2 separate regions of the Mus musculus genome follow, and region 2 is linked to region 1. Evidence: chromatin contacts called from public ChIA-PET data. All regions are on one chromosome and are shown on one strand. The core of a region is the stretch at or near the end of the contact, and the rest is flanking DNA. Distances in the headings are between cores, read along the strand shown.

Evidence for each region. ChIA-PET counts read pairs in DNA pulled down with a chosen protein or histone mark.
Region 2: a contact with region 1 is called in an RNA polymerase II ChIA-PET map of memory CD8 T cells, with 77 read pairs. The contact joins two enhancer-like sites. A contact is called at or near these places in 1 of 39 promoter capture datasets (liver) and 1 of 115 datasets of contacts at active chromatin or transcription factors (memory CD8 T cells).

What each region holds. Positions count from the first base shown.
Region 1 is chr7:140,204,795-140,211,505 of GRCm38.p6, forward strand. It overlaps a transcript of Cd163l1 not described here and a transcript of Olfr524 not described here. Among named protein-coding and RNA genes, the nearest start is that of Olfr524, 5.4 kb to the left of the region's middle. Within about 2 kb of position 3,482, at least 33 of the 459 cell types and tissues checked have an H3K27ac peak or open chromatin away from gene starts, as enhancers often do. A contact at or near this core is called in memory CD8 T cells, where this site is marked.
Region 2 is chr7:141,067,584-141,074,098 of GRCm38.p6, forward strand. B4galnt4 (beta-1,4-N-acetyl-galactosaminyl transferase 4) reads left to right here. Exons shown (of 20, transcript NM_177897.4): 12 at 1-37; 13 at 117-217; 14 at 290-1,178; 15 at 2,828-3,111; 16 at 3,205-3,358; 17 at 3,459-3,531; 18 at 3,625-3,778; 19 at 4,054-4,180; 20 at 4,413-4,817. The coding sequence ends at 4,536. Among named protein-coding and RNA genes, the nearest start is that of Pkp3, 8.9 kb to the right of the region's middle. Within about 2 kb of position 5,023, at least 58 of the 459 cell types and tissues checked have an H3K27ac peak or open chromatin away from gene starts, as enhancers often do. A contact at or near this core is called in memory CD8 T cells, where this site is marked.

The DNA.
Region 1 (6,711 bases), core at 2,232-4,731:
AGGAACATGGTCACCAGAAATCAGTTTCAGGCTTACTGCTGAGCTAGGCTGCAGCCCAGGTTCATACAGACGTGTGAAGGCACACCTGGATACACACACACACACACACACACACACACACACACACACACACAACCAGGATGAAGCATGTGCAAATACATGAGGCTTTTGTACAGGCTCATGAAGATGCACACACAGACACAAGCAGGTGCACATGCAGATGTAGCATAGATATACATAGGCACACACACAGATGCTCACAGATACATGCAGGCACATATATACAAGTGTAGATACATACACACAGCAATATGCAGGCATACATAGACTGAGAGACACACTCATGTGCATACACAGGGATGCACATAGACATGTGAACACATGTATTTACACCCCCCTCTCCAAGCTCTCACCTGAGTGGGTGCTAATGGGGATTCTAGGCGGTGGATCTGGGGGTTTGAGTCTGTTCTGATTGCCAGCCCACTAAGAAGACACCAAGGGCTTCATAGCTTCGTTCAGGATTTCCTGGAGTCAGTGCTGCTTCTAGGACCTTGACCTTGAAGATGCAGAGGAGTTCCATGTGAGAAACACTGGCTCATGGTTTTGGAAGGAGAAGGCGACCAAGACTGGGGTAGAGATGACTGAGCACCTGACTGTAGGCTCCCGGGATTCCCTAAATCTCCGCTGAAACTAGCCGAGGCACCGCACTCCTGGATAGGGAGGTGGGTTTTGCCCTTGGATGGTGTTCATATTCTTGGTGACTGTTGCAACAAGATCAGAACATGGAGGATACAAACTCAGAGTTTGGCTGCATTAGAGACTCCACTCAATAAAAGAGACCCCTCACAGCAGAGACAAATATCAAAGGCCAGAGATGGTTCAGGAGTTCCTCAGACATCCTGTTCACATGGGTGGGACTTGGGATTCTGTGTTCTCAGGTCCCACCTCACCCTCCACCTCAGCATGGGGAAGTCAGCTGTGAGCTGGGAAGCTGCAGGCCTTGCCCCATCTTGCCTCAGCCCAGAGTACTTCTAGGGGGTAGACTGGGCATGTGTGTGGGGAGCTCTTCTGGCTCCTGGCAGAGCAACCAACAGAAAAGGTTTTGCCTAACTGGAGCTTGGCAAAAGGTTGGAGCCAGGAGGAAGGAGTAGAGGCCACTCCCTGCATCTGTCCCTGGGTGATTTCTGGTAGGTTGCTTTCACCTTATCCTCATGTGGTCCCCTGAGACTGTGCTTGTCAACCAGACTGGCTGTACCAGGAGACAATGGACATTTGCCCAGCCAAAGACCTCAGGGGGCAAGGCAGGCATAGGAGGCATGATGTGAGCAAACAGACCCCTGAACACCTACCAGGGGCTTAAGGACCAAGTCACCTGGGGTCCTGAGCCCCTTCCTGCTTTGCTCCACTTTCAGGCTCAGGGCCTGCTCAGAGCTGTTCTGTTTCATCACAAGTTTCCTGACCCCTGCACAGCCTATTTTCAGGATTACAGAGTGGGATGAGCTATTAAATGGGACACAAGACCCTCTTGCCTTGGCACTGTGACCCTGGGAAGACCACACTCATGGCTCTGCCCTTGCTGGGGGCTGTGGTGTACTATCTCTGCCCCATGACTATGGCAGATACGGCAGGTATCTTCCTAAGTATACCCCATGTCTAGCTTTGACCTGAAGGTCTATGGTGATATTGCATATGATCTAAGGGACCAGAGGGCAGTGGGTAGTGAGAGGGTGCAGTGTTTGGGTCTGACAAGGAGGCTTCAGCTCTGGCATGTACAGGCAGAAGAGAGGCCATTTCAATCACAGAGGACAGTGGATCAGATTTCTATGGCTAGGGGACCCACAGCTTACCATATGGTCTTGGATCTAATTGACAGTACCTTTGGGGACTGCCTGGGACCAGCATCTATGACTCCATAATGCCTGCATCAAAATCATTTTACAAATGTTGGCTACTCATTTTCTCTTCAGCAATATCCATATCCCAGATCCAGAATAATCGTAGTTTCTGTGGGGGTCTCAGATGTGAGGATGAGATGTCATAAGTATCGATGCTGGGTGGCCTTGTGGTGGTAGTGGGAGCGCTTTGGAATGAGACTGGAATGTGCAGAGACTATGTATGGTCCTGTCCAATCCTCAGCCACTGCTCCACAATAGTGCTCCCTCACCCCCGAGAATTCGAGAGTGGGGGTATAGCTTCCAATACTCTGTTGTCCCTTTCCCACTGTTGTCTCTGCCTCTAGGCCTCTGCCTCCCTCTACCAGCATGCTCTTTCACTCTTAACCAACCCCATTTCTCAGAAAGAAGCCACAAGGTGGGGAACAACTTCCTGCTTCCAGTGATCTTATCTGTGCCCACAGGCATCCTGAGGCCCTGCATCTTTGCATGGTGTCCTGGTCCTTCCCAGATCTCTCTAGTGTGCAAAGTCTCACCCTGCTCTTCTTGTCCATCATTCTCTCCTGGCTTCTAACATCAACACCGAAGCAGATCTACCCTTCTATCTGAGGAGCAGACACGCTGAAGCCCCAGCTCTAAGATTTGCCTTCTTTCTCTCTTTGTCCCTCTTTAGTGCACACCTGCATGTCCTTCGTCATGCCCATGCTAGAGGGACTCCTAGGAAGGAAAAAAGAGGCCCACCCTCTCTGCTCCCTGCCCTCTCTACTTCTGGGAAGACCCAGTGAACACATTATTTCTCAAACATGTTTCCACACAACTTAGGCAGGGAAGGTGTTCCTACACATTTAACATTTCAAGTATATTCTAGATCAGTTTGTGGAGTTCTGTGCTCCCATAATTCAACATCTTTGTAGACTGAGGCTTCCAGCCTATCAGCTTGATGTATTTCCAGTTATTTACATTCCCTTTAGTGTCTCTCAGCTTTCTGGATAGAGGTGGCTTCATACCTTTCATGGGGCCAGTTCTCACATATTGGATATTTTTGCTGCTTCTACAAATGGACCTGTCTAGCACTCATTTTCTAATCCAATGTGTGGGGCACATGAAGATGAATAGCTGGCTCCTGTAGTTTGGTCTTCAGTAAGCTGGACTCTGCTGTGACATCTCGCTTTTGTGTACATTCTCCGGGCATTTCTACCTCAATGACATTATCTGGTTATGGCTCCCTGTCTAACCCTCTGGTGTGAGTTTTGTTCATCTTCCTGTGCAGGCTTCCAGCTCTTGGTGCAGAGTTGGTCAGATTTGTAAGAGCAAGAAGCAAGATGTTCGATGAGGGTGGGTATTCCCTCTGTAAAGCCTCTGGTTTGCAAACGCTTGGCTGTGATTATTTATGATCATAAATGGCCAGTGGATTTTATTCATTTTTGCACCTCTTATGATAGCATGATGATTTTCCTGTGTCGGTTTTTCTAACGTGGCAACTTAACAGCGTCTGGTTACGAGTGTCAGCTCTTCTCAGATGCTGGTCAGAGGAAGCTGCAGGAACGTGGCTGCTTTGTGGTTCTGGGTCTGGAGTTTCCTTTGGGTGGGACGTTCTGTTTCTTTCGAAGAGCTTTGAGGAGGTTTGGTTGACGTTTGATAACCACAAACAGTTACACAGTTAAGTGCTTTTGACTCAGGAACACACCCATGAAACCCTCCCTGCAAACAAGATAGCAGGTATCCCAGGGCTGCACACCTCCCTCCTTTCACCCTCAGGAGACCACTGGTGCTTTCTGATTCCAAAGCCGACTTTTCATCTCCTGGAACTGCAAAACATGCACCATGAGTAAAACCACCCAGTTTTAAGCTTTGATTATCCATGTCGCACATACCTGCGGCACATTGGAAACGTTTGCCACCATTTTCCATGGTCACCTATGGCTGATTAGAATACAGTGGAGATGTTTCAGTTTTTGGCAGTTAGGAGCAATTTTTATCATGAACACTGGTATGGTCTCGTTATTATACCTCTAATGTTTTAATTTCTTTTTCTTTCCTATCCCAATGTTTTAATTTATTTTATGCAAACACAAAGGAGAAAAAGACTTTGGCCCTTGGTAGGTAAATGTTTAGCTTATGAGACTCTCATGCTATCTTCCCTCAAAGTACTCAGTCTGGGGATGCAGCTGGCGCAGTGCCAAGAAAGTCATAGCTTTGGGGTGTTCCTTTGAATGAAAAAAAAAAAGATAAAAGCCAAAGGGTTTTGTTTTAAGAAACAGAAAGAAAAGAACAGATAAAATCCAACCCACAGGAAGAAAGAAATAACAATAATTAAGTGTAAGTAAAATATGGATTATCAACAAGCCTGGAGGTCAAGTGGATAAAATGTTAATAAAGCGAATTCCATCCTATCAAGACTAGTTAAGATAAAAGAGGAACCCCACAAATTATCAGTAGGGCTTGAGAGATTGAAGAGGGGTATCTTGTGTATGTCACTAATGGCTAAAAGTAATATAAGAAGTTTACAAATAGCTTCATCACAATTAATTTATCAATGAAGATTAACTTTACACATTCAGAAGCACCGATTCAATCATGGATAGATTATTTGAATATCCCTGTATCAGAGAAATTATCAGAGAAATTAAATTTATAATAAAAAATTTCCACTCTGGAGGCTCCTCAAAAAAAGAAAAAAAACCCTAAAAACAAAATAAAGCAAAACAACAACAACAACAAAACAGAAACAAAAAAAGAACATTCACATGACTCAACTACACAGCTCCTGTTCATGTGACCCAGCTACCCCACTCCTGGGCATCTGTGTGACCCAGCTACCCCACTCCTGGGCATCTGTGTGACCCAGCTACCCCACTCCTGGGCATCTGTGTGACCCAGCTACCCCACTTCTGGGCATCTGTGTAACCCAGCTACACCACTCCTGGGCACTCACACAGAAGTCTCCAGGTCAACATTTCACAGAAATACTTGCATATCAGTTTTCTGAAGAGGCACTCACAATGGCCAAGCTATGGAATAAGCCTAGGGACAAAGACACAAAACATACACAAAATGGAGCTTTATCCAGCTATAAAGAAAAAATTTAAGTTCTGTGCAGGAAAATGGATGCAGCTAGAGACAGTCATATTACATGAAATAAAGCCAGACTCAGACAAACACACAAAGAGAAAAGTGTTTTCTTTCACTTGTGGATTCTAGATTGTACATAGACAAATTATTCATACATATAAGACATGGAGGAAGATATAAGGCTGGGGAATGATGGTGACTAGCAAGGAGGGGATGGAGAAAATGAGGTGAGTGAAGGTGAATATGGCCAAAGTATATGGTTTAGTTATATGAAAGTATCATCATTAAACCTAGTACCATGTACAACGAATATGTCAATAAAATATTTTAAAATCTCACAGTAGAAAACATTGAGGGAGGTTATTGGAGATAGAAGAGTCTAAACAGGGGGAGGGTGAAAGGATAGAGAAGAGCAGCAGCAGCAGCAGGAGGAGGAGAAGGAGGAGGAGGAGGAGGAGCAGGAGGAGGAGGAAGAGGAGGAGGAGGAGGAGGAGGAAGGGGCAATCAGAACTAAGGGTTCTGGGATGGAGAGATGGCTCCGCTTTTAAGAGCAGTTGCTGCTGCTTTTTCAGAGAACCTGAATTTGGTTCTCAGCACCCATACTGGGAGGTTCACAACCGAGTGTAACTAGTTCCAGAGGATCTGATATCTTCTTCTGGCCTTTGTAGGCACCTGCACACAGGTAGTGTTAGCATTTCTTCTAGGTTCTGCCTCCCAGTTACCCGACAGCAGCCAGGTATGCCTGACTCACTATAAAAGGGGCTGCTTGCCCCCTCCTCAGTCAATTTCCCTCTTACTCTTTTACCCTCTTCCCTCTCTGCTTCCTTTCTCCCCCCTCCATGTGTTCATGGCAGCCTCTTCTCCCTCTCCCTCTCCCCCTCCCTTCCCCCTCCCCTCCTTTCCCCCTCCCCCTCCCTCTCCCTCTCTCTCCTTCTCCTTCCCTCTCTCCTTCTCCTTCTCCCTCTCTCCTTCTCCCTCCCTCTCTTCTTCTCCCTCTCCCTCTCTCTCCTTCTTCCTCTCCCCCCCTCTCTCTGCCTTTCTCTGTCTCTACCCCCTCAACTCTCCTCCCATGCCCTAAGTAAACTCTATTCTATAGATACCATCGTGTGGCTGGTCTCTCAGGAGGAAGGGATGCCTTTGCATGGGCATGCAGAGGGGCCCCCTTTCACCTCACCATTCCACACCTCTACCAAACATATTCCTGGCTTCCTTTTCTTTTTCTTTTTTTAAAACACAGCAGATAACACCCCCTCCTAAACAATTAAAATTAAAAGAAATCTTAAAAGAAACTATAAGGCCGTATTAAGAGTATGTGAGGTAGCTTGGCTAAGAACTCTTGTTGCTCTTGCAGAAGACCAGAGTTTGGTTCCTATGTCAGGGGCACAACTGCTTGTTACTCTAGCCCCAGGGGATCCAAATGCCTTCTTCTGGTCTCCATGGGCAGCACCCACACTCTGCAAGGCACAAATGTGTAAGTGTGTGTGTGCACACACAAGTGAAAATAAATCTTGAAAAACTAAGGATGTGTGAAAAGGTCACATGGAAACCCTTGATTTTTTTCCTTTTTCTATTTTTTATTAGATATTTTCCTTATTTACATTTCAAATGTTATCCCCTTTCCTCGTTTCCCCTTCGAAAACTCCCTATCTCCTCCTCCTCCCCCTGCTCACCAACCCACCCACTCCCCTTTTCCCTGTCCTGGCATTCCCTTCTGCTGGGGCATCAAGCTTTCACAGGACCAAGGGCC
Region 2 (6,515 bases), core at 3,773-6,272, 860 kb after region 1:
AGTGCTTCTACCGTGAGTCCCCACTATACCTGGAAAGGTAGGTGGGGGCGTGGCCTGTCAGAAGCGAGAATGAGGAGCCTCGATGAGGAAGGTCTCTGATGCACTTTCTCCCTCAGGTTTGGGTTCTATAAATACATGAAAATGGACAAGGAGGAGGGAGAGGAAGATGAGGAGGAAGAAGTTCAGCGTAGAGCCTTCCTCTTCCTCAACCCAGATGGTGAGTGTCTCGGTCCTGCTGCACTCCCAGCCCAAATGCCAGGTACTTGAGCTTACCAGACCCTCTCTGCAGACTTCCTGGATGAGGAGGATGAGCAGGATCTGTTAGACAGCCTGGAGCCCACCGATGCATCTGTACAGCAGAGCCACAGGACCCCCACCCCAGCAGCCTCCACTGGAACGACAGCCAGCCCGACCCCACCTACAACTAGTCCTCTGGACGAGCAGACCCTCAGACACTCCCGGGCACTGAATTGGGCCCCACGCCCCCTGCCCCTCTTCTTGGGGCGAGCTCCACCTCCCCGAACTGTGGAGAAGTCGCCTTCAAAGGTGTACGTGACCAGGGTCCGACCTGGACAGCGGGCTTCCCCGAGGGCATTGCGAGACTCACCCTGGCCACCCTTCCCTGGCGTCTTCCTGCGCCCCAAGCCTCTGCCCAGAGTACAGCTGCGGGTACCCCCACATCCACCTCGGACCCAGGGCTATAGGACCAGTGGCCCCAAGGTCACAGAACTAAAGCCCCCAGTCAGGGCCCAGACCAGCCAGGGAGGCCGGGAGGGCCAGTTACATGGACAGGGACTCATGGTGCCCACAGTGGACTTGAACTCCTCAGTGGAAACACAGCCTGTGACTTCCTTCCTGAGCTTGTCTCAGGTATCCAGGCCACAGCTGCCAGGAGAGGGTGAAGAAGGGGAGGAGGATGGGGCCCCAGGTGATGAGGCCACATCAGAAGACAGTGAGGAAGAGGAGGAGCCGGCCGCTGGGCGGCCCCTGGGTCGCTGGCGGGAGGATGCCATCAACTGGCAGCGCACGTTCAGCGTGGGCGCCATGGACTTCGAGCTCCTGCGCTCTGACTGGAACGACCTGCGCTGTAACGTATCCGGGAACCTGCAACTTCCTGAGGCCGAAGCGGTGGATGTAGTGGCTCAGTACATGGAGCGGCTAAATGCAAAGCATGGCGGGTACGGGGCAGACGGCTGCTTGAAGAGAAGGCATGCCGGTGTCTGCAGGGATCGCAGAACTTCCTTGGCTCTCAGCAACTCTCTGAGCCCCTTCTCCCTCTCTGTAACTACTGTCTTACTTATCCAGGTTGAAGGGCTCTCTGGAGCCCCCCTCAAGACTGACTTCATCTCTCCTCACTGCCAATTCCCACATCTGCCACCTTAGACCTAGACCCAGGGATGAACCCAAACCATCGGGGACAGTAGTCAGGAGTAGCCAGATTGTGGGCAGACAACCTTTTCAGGAACCAGAGACACTAAAGTGTCATGACCTCTACCTGTGGAGCACTGCAGGGTCCCAACTAGGGGACTGTGTCTAGTTCAAGGGAGCCTTTGGCCTCCTAGGTCTCAGGCTTCAAACTTGTTTCTACCCCATTTTGAGGGAGTTCTTATGAGACTGTTCTGTTCATTGTCAGCCTTGAGGAAGGGGAAAACCTTCTTAGGGCTTTGATGAACGCACAGATATCAGGACAAGGTATCTGGCAGCCAGTGTTGAGAGCCAAGCTCCACACAAAGGTTTGAACAGGACAGGGGTTGGAGGAAGGGGAAAACCTTCTTAGGGCTTTGATGAACGCACAGATATCAGGACAAGGTATCTGGCAGCCAGTGTTGAGAGCCAAGCTCCACACAAAGGTTTGAACAGGACAGGGGTTGGAGGAAGGGGAAAACCTTCTTAGGGCTTTGATGAACGCACAGATATCAGGACAAGGTATCTGGCAGCCAGTGTTGAGAGCCAAGCTCCACACAAAGGTTTGAACAGGACAGGGGTTGTACACAGATGTGCTCCAGAGGGTGTGAGCCTGACAGCCCTCAAAAGGGGCCAGGAGACCCTTCCCACCACTGGTGATTATGTTGGACAGACCTAGGTGGCTCAGAGGGCAGGTCTCTCTTTTTTTCCCCCAGAGCTGAGGACTGAACCCAGGGCCTTGTGCTTGCTAGGCCAAATGATCTACCACTGAGCTAAATTCCCAACCCTGAGGGCAGTTCTCTTGAGAGCAGCTTATGGGGCAGTCTCTTGGTCTCTTTATAGGACTGTCCACCTTGAGTGGTCATAGGCACATCTGGGTGCTATGGTGTGGGTAGCTTACCCCAAGGAGTAACCTAAAGTGTTTGGTTGGGGATAGAAAGTTCCTGATTTGGGTATGGCTGACTCCCATCTCAGGTCATGCCAATGGTATCCCATAGGGGGATTGCTAGCTGTCACCAGAGGGTGGGAAGCAGAATAAATAGCCTAAGGCCTGAGACAAAATGAGGGGCCTGCTCCGGGTATGAGGGGTACACGTGGGAGAACTAACAGCTTCCTGGTGGTTCTTGTGGGATGCTAACCATAGGAGAAGACTGAGACATCACCTCAGGACAAAGAAAATCATGCAGAGGAAGACATCTGGGAGAACTTGACAATCCTGGGCTCACAGCGACCCCTAGTGTAGCCTTTCCTATTTCCTGCTGGGCTGGGGAATTGAGACGTGGGAAGGTCAACCTGTGTTTAGGAGCGATAGAACGGGTTGCAGGTATTGCGGTCTGGGGAGTACAGTCGCGTGGTTCTCGGGGTAAAGGGGGAGGCAGTTGAGCAGAGCTACAACCCTCGGTTAATCACACCTGCCTCGCAGGCGCTTCTCGCTTCTACGCATCGTGAACGTGGAGAAGCGCCGCGACTCTGCACGCGGGAGCCGCTTCCTCCTGGAACTGGAATTGCAAGAGCGCGGAGGGAGCCGCCAGCGCCTATCCGAATACGTCTTCCTGCGGTTGCCCGGAGCCCGCGTTGGGGACGAAGATGGAGAAAGTCCCGAGCCGCCTCCAGCCGCCTCGATCCACCCAGACAGTCGCCCAGAGCTCTGCCGGCCTTTGCATCTGGCCTGGCGTCAGGATGTCATGGTTCATTTCATTGTACCAGGTATGTGCGCCACTATGAGGCGTTCGGGGGTGGGGTGGGAGGTGGGAACCATTCGGTCCAGTCATGCTGCTTCAGTGACATCCCCTCTTCCAGTGAAGAATCAGGCGCGCTGGGTAGTGCAGTTCCTGGCAGATATGACCGCGCTGCATGTGCATACGGGGGACTCGTACTTCAACATCATCTTGGTGGACTTTGAGAGCGAGGACATGGATGTGGAGCGGGCCCTGCGTGCGGCTCAGCTACCTCGGTAACGATGTTTACCACCATTTCGGGAAAACCAAGGATCTTTCCTCTTACAGGAGATGAGTTATTCTGACGCCGCCGTCCACCTTCCTTTCCTCTTGCAGGTACCAGTACTTGAAACGAACTGGAAACTTCGAGCGCTCTGCAGGCCTGCAAACTGGAGTGGATGCCGTGGAGGTCTGTGGGCCAGTCAAGGGCTTAGGGGAAAGAAAGGAGGGTGCTGAGCTCACCTTGGGGAGGTGAGCAGGGCTCAGACCTCCCAACCTACAGGACCCCAGCAGCATCGTTTTCCTCTGTGACCTGCACATCCACTTCCCACCTAATATCCTGGACAGCATCCGCAAGCATTGCGTGGAGGGCAAGCTGGCCTTCGCCCCTGTGGTCATGCGTCTGGGCTGTGGAAGCTCACCGTGGGACCCACATGGTAAGGACCTGGGTGTTCCCTGGGGAGCCCCAGGTTCTCACAACCACCAGGGCAAACTCCAAACCTGACCTCCTGGGTAAGAATAGGACCCTATTCATACACATAAGACCCGTTCGTCTATAAACCTAGGAGCTCTCTAGTTATTAGCAAATACCAGGCACTCCCTCCCACCCAGGGTCTCCAAAATCAGGCTTCTTAGAATTCCTCCCAGGGTCCTCTAGGGAGAAAATGTTAGGGACCACACCCTAATGGTTATTTATCCTCCTCACCTCAAGGTTACTGGGAAGTGAATGGATTTGGCCTCTTTGGGATCTACAAATCAGACTTTGACAGAGTAGGAGGCATGAACACTGAGGAGTTCCGTGACCAGTGGGGAGGCGAGGACTGGGAACTTCTTGACAGGTAACTGCCCTCCCCTCCCTCACACTGAGACACCTCATCATCCTCCCTTGAGGGGATGGAATGACAGAACTCCACCTGCCAGGATCTTAGAGACCCACAAAATCCCTTCCACCCACCCTGCATTGAACCCTTCCCACCCCCACCCCCCACCCCCGGCCTCCTGCAGCCGCCAGGGCAGCCCCAAGCCACAGCACCTGAGCCAGGGTTCTGACGTTCCACCCGCTCCTCCCAGGGTCCTGCAGGCAGGGCTGGAGGTGGAGAGGCTTCGACTGCGACACTTCTACCACCACTATCACTCGAAGCGAGGCATGTGGGCCACACGCAGCCGCAAAGGTGCCCGCGCACAGCGATCCTGAAGACCTAGCTGCCCTCTGGGCCACCGGGTCTTGGTGCAGCAGGTAGAAGCTGCGTCCTGAGCTTGATTCAGGCTCTGCCACCACCTGTGCTGGTCCCTAAAAGCCTCCTCTGGGACTGCAGATAGGTGGCGCTCGTGGCAGGGCAGGCACCTTGGTCCCCACACCCCCTGATGATTTCTGTGAAATTTTCCGTAGCGACGACATTGTTTTCAGAATTTACAAGAGTTCTGTCTGTTCTGTTTTTTATTCAGAATGAAATGAAATATTTTTTTTAGTTCTGACTTGTTTTCTGTGAGTGTTCTCTTGGTGAGGCGGAGCTCTGGTTACCAGGGTAGCTGTGGGTAATGCAGGCTCTCCCCGCCCCCCGCCCCCCCAACACCCACTTCCTGCCTGTAGCTTATGTTTCCACCTGGTTTCTGTGGAGTCTGGCTAAAGTCACTGCATGAGAACTTCCCACACAGGAACTGCTGCTGAGCCAGCGTATGTGGTGACACCAAGTCTCCAGAATGACCTTGATCTGTCACCCCACTCAGCCAGAGCACACACACCGTTATCTACATCGCCTTCTCTGTATCAGTTCAGATGAAGTGCTGCTACTTAAAGACGCTTTGCAAGAAAAGTGTTGGATTTGAAAATGCATCATAGTCTAGGAGCTGGGGAGATGGCTCAGTGGATAAGAGCACTTGTTGCTCTTCCCAGGGAGCTGGATTCAGTCTACAGCACCTACATGGTTGCTCACAATTATCCCTGACTCCAGGGGCTCTAACAACCTCTTCTGACATCTCAGGTTACCAGGTACACATACATATGTGAAGACAAAACACACATATATAAAATAAACAATCTTTAAAATGCAGCAGCAGGGGCTGGCGAGATGGCTCAGTGGATAAGAGCACTGACTGCTCTTCCAAAGGTCCTGAGTTCAAATCCCAGCAACCACATGGTGGCTCACAACCATCCGTAATGAGATCTGATGCCCTCTTCTGATGTGTCTGAAGTCAGCAACAGTGTACTTATTTATAATAATAAATCTCTGGGCCAGAGCAAGCAGGGACTGAGTGAGCTGGGCTGACCGGAGCGAGCAGAAGTCCTAAATTCAGTTCCCAACAACCACATGAAGGCTCACAACATCTGTACAGCTACAGTGTACTCATATACATAAAATAATAAGTAAATAAATCTTTTTTTAAAAGCAGGAGGAGGAGGAAGAGGAGAAGGAAAAGGAGACATCTTATAAGTCAGACATAGTGGCATATTCCTTTAATCCCAGAAGCTTGGAAAGAGGCTGTCATCTCTTTGTGCCCTGGGTACATAATGAGACCCTACCTCAAAAAATAAAAAAGAAGAAGGCAGCATGCTACCAAAGCTATCAAGATGAATCCGCTGTCAACTACGAGGACTCACATAGTAGAACTAACTTGTACAAACTTGTCCTCTGACATCCATAGGCATGGCACATGCACATAAAGACTAAAATGTTTTTTTGTAAGTACTGCAAGTTAAAGAAAAAACTCGATGATGATGAGGAGGATGGTGATGATGATGATGATGAGACAGGCTGGAGAGCTGGCTCAGCAGTTGGCATTTGCTGCTCTTGCAGAGGATAGAATTCAGTTCCCAGCACCCTACGTGGTGGTGGCTCACAACCATCCATGACTCCAGTTCCAAAAGACCCAGTACTGTCTTATGATCTCCACGTGCACCAGGCATGCACATGCATGTGATTCAATACATATTCATGCATACATGTAGGCCAGACACTGGTGAGCACATCCACTCAGCATGTGAGCTGGAGAGACGTAGGCACGGCTGCTCTTCCAGAGAAACTATCAGGCAGTTCATAATTTCCTGTAACTGTCAGACCCAGGGGCTCCAACGTTCTCCTCTGGTCTCTCTGAACACCCACACACAGATGGCATACACACACATAAGTAAAAAATAAAATCCTTGGCACTGGAGAGATGGCTCAACAGTTAAGA